Regions from separate parts of the Mus musculus genome. Here region 1 is linked to region 2. The links are chromatin contacts, called in public Hi-C maps. All regions are on one chromosome and are shown on one strand. The core of a region is the stretch at or near the end of the contact, and the rest is flanking DNA. Distances in the headings are between cores, read along the strand shown. Region 1 has its middle 38 kb from the start of Gm30790. Region 2 holds the start of Hspa13 (heat shock protein 70 family, member 13).

The links. Hi-C and Micro-C count contacts between places; a contact is called where the count stands out from the background.
Region 1: a Hi-C map of muscle stem cells shows a contact between it and region 2, with 4 times the contacts expected there. The contact joins the enhancer-like site here to the promoter of Hspa13 in region 2. A contact is called at or near these places in 1 of 39 promoter capture datasets (the 3T3-L1 cell line), 15 of 484 Hi-C or Micro-C datasets (3T3-L1-derived adipocytes, the Ba/F3 cell line, the G1E-ER4 cell line and 10 more), 5 of 115 datasets of contacts at active chromatin or transcription factors (astrocytes, embryonic fibroblasts, embryonic stem cells and 2 more) and 2 of 9 other capture datasets (adipose tissue and embryonic stem cells).

Annotation. Positions count from the first base shown.
Region 1 is chr16:76,815,287-76,817,986 of GRCm38.p6, forward strand. No RefSeq gene overlaps it. Among named protein-coding and RNA genes, the nearest start is that of Gm30790, 38 kb to the left of the region's middle. Within about 2 kb of position 1,410, at least 31 of the 459 cell types and tissues checked have an H3K27ac peak or open chromatin away from gene starts, as enhancers often do. A contact at or near this core is called in muscle stem cells, where this site is marked.
Region 2 is chr16:75,765,461-75,768,160 of GRCm38.p6, forward strand. It overlaps Hspa13 (heat shock protein 70 family, member 13), which reads right to left and starts at 1,358. Exons shown (of 5, transcript NM_030201.3): 1 at 1,275-1,358. The coding sequence starts at 1,299.

The DNA of each region.
Region 1 (2,700 bases), core at 160-2,659, 1.0 Mb after region 2:
GTATATTATCTGTAATTACAGTATTCTGTAGTTAGTTGTTAGCCTTTTATCTTGCTTACTTTATAAAATGTTGTCATATGCACACACACATATGACATAACTTACATACAGCATCTATGAGTTCAATGTTATTTCTATTTTTAAGCATTTAGAAAGCAGAGGCTATTGTTCACAAGAGAAAAATTAACCAAAACAGTGTTGATACAAGTGACAGAAACGACTAGGAAGACATTCTTCCAAAACCCAGTTTTAAAGACAGATAAAAATTTTCAGCCTACTCAACTTGAGATTCTATGAGCTCCAAAATCTTTTGGTGTCTGATGCTTATTTGAACAAACAGAAAAGTACAACTCAAAGCAATAAATATATCACATCCTTCAACAGCTTCCTAAAAATACTTTCTTCCCAACACTGCTGTTCTGTTGGGTCCAGATCTTTGGACTTGGTTTTTGTGCATGAAGCTTTGCCAACAGAGAACCACAAACCAAAATTCAGGAATGTTTGTAGTCAGGAAAAAGAAAAGAATATCTAAGTAGGAGAAAATTACAATGTAAGTGTGGGGGAGATTATATATATATATATATACCATATAACTGCATACCCTTTAGCGTAAAGAATAAAAATTTCTCATGACATTTGCTTAATTCCACATTGATTGCAACTTTATGGTAAATTACATCTACTACAGTTTGTTTTGGTTGTGGAGAGGAAATTGCTCCAAACCAAATCTCTTCATCTCAAACAGATCTGCTCACAGATGAGCTGCCCAAATTGAGAGCATAGAGACGCTTCCTTGACTCCGTCCGACTCTTCCCAGTTGGGTAAGAGCTGGACCACACAGGGAAGCAAGAATTCACTGTTCACTGTGACATGGCCTTGGTAATGATCTATGGCCGTGTCTACCCAGACCCCTCACATGACTGAGCCCACAAGACCAGGAGGAATCTTTCACTCCCAGTATGCTTCTCTCATGCCTGACTGAGGTCTTGCTTCCCCACTGTCCTTCCAGCCAAGCTGGCCCTCACTCAACAGAGGCCATCCATTCTGGAAGTCTGACCGAGACGCTGACTGGGCTGGGACACAGACAGAAGCCCGTGCCAACTCTCTCTCTCTCTCTCTCTCTCTCTGTCTCTCTCTCTCTCTCATCCCAACTCCACATCTCTGTGTGTGTGTGCGTGTGTGCGTTCCAAGGTGAACAGACTTGAAGCCAGAGTCTTTCAGAAGCTTGGGGCCACTTAATCCCACAGAGATATTCATTGCTGCCATTCTTGGCCACCCCTCAAACGCACACTCCTGTGGTCGCCTGCCCTCTCACGTCCTCAAACTCACGCTCCTCTAGTTCCTCTGCTATGACTCATCTTCCTACTCCCTCTGGGTTCTTGTGCCAAGCTCCTGCCCTCTGCGCACATTGCTCATTGTGTGCCCTGCCCTTGCCTACTTGGGACACCTGTTGAGAACCCACATGCCCTTTTAGACTCGTCATAGTAATCATCCTCTTCGTTGTGGAGCAGAAAACCAGCTCTTCCTGGTGGCCTGGCTCTTAAATGCACAGTCCTTTCCGTTTTCTTATTTGCTTCACATTGAAATGTAATAAGTGTCAATTCATGCGATAAAGCAGCTGTCCTGCCTCTTCCTCGGAGGAAATAATTCTTTGGTTTGAACAGCCCCCACTACTGGAAGGTCAACATTCTGAAGTCCTACTGTAGTTTGTACCCAGTAGTTTGATCTTTGAAGCCTAGAACAATGAGCCCTAACATACAGAAGGCTCACCTTAAATATATTTTAACTGAATGTGTGTCTTTACCGAGAATAACTTCTTGTACCCAACATTGTGTTTTTCCATATTACCCATAATTTTTGCTATAGTACTATCGAGAACTTTGATTACTGTGTCTGGAGAATTCCCTGTCCAGTCATGGCACTGCGCTGAGCATTCTTGGTCCCATTTCATGGTACAATTTGCGCATTTAGACCAGAACCACTCATCTTCATGGCTCCTTTCACCCAGGACATAAGGTCATTCGTGATGGAGTTGGGACTCACATCTTTTGTATACAGGATAATTACAGGAGGTCACACCACCTTTATGGCCAGCAGCTAGTTTCCATCTCTTCTTAATGGGCTCTTCACAGAGGTTAAAGCATGGTGCTTCCCTGAGTCCTTGCCCACGTTCCCGTTCTCAGTTTACACACTCCTCGTCTTATCTCAAACACTGGACAGTGCCTCCTTCATCTATTTTCCTTCTGCTTTTCTTCCCTTTATAATTTTTTTCTCTAGCTCCTTGCATTACTTTCCACAAAGATACATTGTTAGTTTGTTTTAATCTATGGGTGTGTCTCTGTGTGTGTGTGTGTGTGTGTGTGTGTGTGTGTGTGTGTGTGTGTGTGTGTGTGTGTGTGTTTGAGTTAGGGTATGCACATACGTGTGTGCAGACACACGTGTTTTTGTAAGTTGGTTCTTCTCGATTGCCCTCTCCTGTTCCTTTGATGAAGACATGCTCCTTGGCTGCGGCTACTCTATTCTCATCTAGCCTAGCACTCGTGATCTTCCAGCATCAGCCTGGCTTGGAGCTGTGTTTATGGGTATGTATATGCAAGATTGTTATGTGATTCTCATATCCAAAGTCTGGTCCTCATGACTTCCTACTAAGTTCTCCAAACCTCTGGTCTACCTCCCCAGCGTACTCTATGCTACTCTTTA
Region 2 (2,700 bases), core at 108-2,607:
AAAGGAGAAAAAAAAAACCCTCAAAAACCAAAAGCCCTCACAAATGTATTTTTGTATAATCCGTTACATGATAATAAAGGAATAAAATGTAAAGATATTTAAATAACCATTATGCTGTTGTTGAATGAAAATATCACAAATGTGAAACTAAAGCTAAATACAATCCAGTTTTCTTGGATTATTGCTATTTAGATTGATAGCTTCATAAACAGTTTTTACCTGTTATTACTAAAATGAAATGCCATTATGAAATTCCCACAGAGACAGCTTTGGTATGTAAGTCTAACCTGTTTGGTTATCGTCTTTACCCATTCAAAAGGATAAAATACGTAAGTTGGATATGTTGATCTGAAAACTGCTTAGGCACTACTGTTACCTCATAGAGTCCAGAAGAGATTTTGCATATATAAGCATTCATTAAGGATATACTTTTCAAAATAGATATTAGGGAAGAAGTATGCAAGTGCTAACCCTGATAGCAACAATATGTAAACTTCCCGAAGGCAAGTTCTAGTCACCATTGAATAGTACGGCCCATGAAGAGCAGAGGCTCAGCAAATATTTAAGGGAAAAGATCATATAGAAACATCAGGCATATTGTACACAAAAGCGAATAAGAACATCACTTTGAGTTTAGAATTAATATCTGATTTGGTTTCACTAGTCTGCGTAATACACCTGTCCCCACTCAAACCCATAATGTCACTCGGTAGTGCTGTTGGTAATTGCTAGCTCCTTCAAATCAACGCCTGGCACATCATAGCAGACCAAGAACCTATCCACTTGTCTCTTCCCACCTACAGACAAATCTCAAAAGCATCTCAGCGTTTGGCAAGGGAATGTTGATTCCCAATCGGTATGTTCAAAAGAGAATCCATCTAAGAATGCACAGGGACTTGAATCCCTCCCAATTCCGCATCCCGAGTGAAGCCAAGAGTCTTCAATCTCGAGATCCCCTTCTTATTCACAGTGGGTTCTCGCACAGAGAACCGATTTCGGCTACCCATTCAAGACCGAGGTCGTTAGCATTCCTAGGCCCTCGTCTCTCAGACCTGTGGCTGGTGGCACGACCCCAAGAGGCCTCCGGCAAGTCAGACCCCCGACTCCAGACGCCCCGCCCCCACCAGCTCCAAACAGCCTTAGCCCCCTTTTCAGGCTCCCTTCGGCTGCGTGACCTGTGATTCAGAGAGTGAGACAACCAACCCTTGCCCACCCAGACCTCGTCGAACTTCCCCGTCGACTTCCATAGTTGCAGGGACCCCTGAGATACTGACCTAAGATCGTCATCTCTCCGGCCATCAGTCCCGCCGAACAGGCAGAAGGATGACTGTACCGATGGGAGGCACCGCCCCCTAGTCGCCGGCTGTCGCGCAGCCTCCTGGGAAATGTAGTCCGTCGGCTCCGAATTAGCCGGAGGAACTACGATTTCCACCACAGCAATGACTCCATCTACCATGAGGCCGCGGGGCGGATTTTACTCAGGCCAGTGAGGGAAGACTCGGCCTCCCCACGCACGAAGGCCCAACAAACCAGGCTTTGTTGTGGGAGCAGCGTCTGGGAAAGGCCAGAGTTTGTCATTCATCAAACCCAAAACGCTGCGAGCTTACTCGCGGTTAAAAAAAAAAAAAAAAAAAAAAAAAAAAAGTCCCTGTAGCCCCGCCTCACCGCGTTGTATTGTGGGAACTGCAGTTCTGGACTGTCCAGAGCTTGGAAGGCATAAAGAGGATAAAACCAATTAAGATTCCGAGGTGGGTTGCGTTGCCAGGCAGGCGGGGAATTCAAACTTCCGGTTTTTTTGTTTGTTTGTTTTTGTTTTTTGTTTCGTTTTGTTGTTCAGCCTCTTTTTTAAGGTTTATGCGTCTTTGGTCGAAATCAAGATTCTAGATAGACTTCTCCTAAGCCCTCCGAAGTCCCCTTAGCATTCCACAGTGGGGCAGTCCTACCGGAGACCCCACCTCTGGTGTACCTGTTCGTTGCTTTGCAAATATCCTTGCAGTCATTAAATGCAATGCCAGCCCGATGCTGTTGGCAGTAAATTATTTCACGGGCTCGTCAGGAATGAAGTTTGTCCAGGACCGCATGGTTTATCCAAGATATTTTCAAATCTAATATTAACATTCACATATGCTATTACCAACTAATATGGAAAGATACATTCTACTTTTCGTTTTAATTATGTCATAAATGGCCAGAATTGTCTTCCTGGACAGGTCCGTCCTTTCACGTGTTGACTATCCGATCACTTTTCCCCTGGCGCCATAAGACACGTTAGCAAAGCAATTTGAAGAAGACAAGATTTATTTTGGCTCAAAGTTCAATGGTACAGTTCCTCATAGCAAGGAAGTCACGGAGGCAAGACCTTTTAACCAGCTGTCCCCATTGCACCCAGTCAGGAAGCAGAGACAGGAAACGAAGGCATCTCTCTCTCTCTCTCTCTCTCTCTCTCTCTCTCTCTCTAATTCAGCCTTGAACCTGCTGGATGTCGGAATAGCAGTGCTCATAGTTAGGCGAAGTCTTTTCGCCTCAATTAATCAGGTCAGAAACGCCCTCATATACATACCCGGAAGTTTACTTCCATGATGATTCTGAATCCCAGCAAGACGAAAAGATTAACCACAATTATTGAGGGGGAGGATACAGGTGGTTTTTAGTATATAAAACATGATGTTTTCCCCTCACTGTTTAATATTTGATACGACT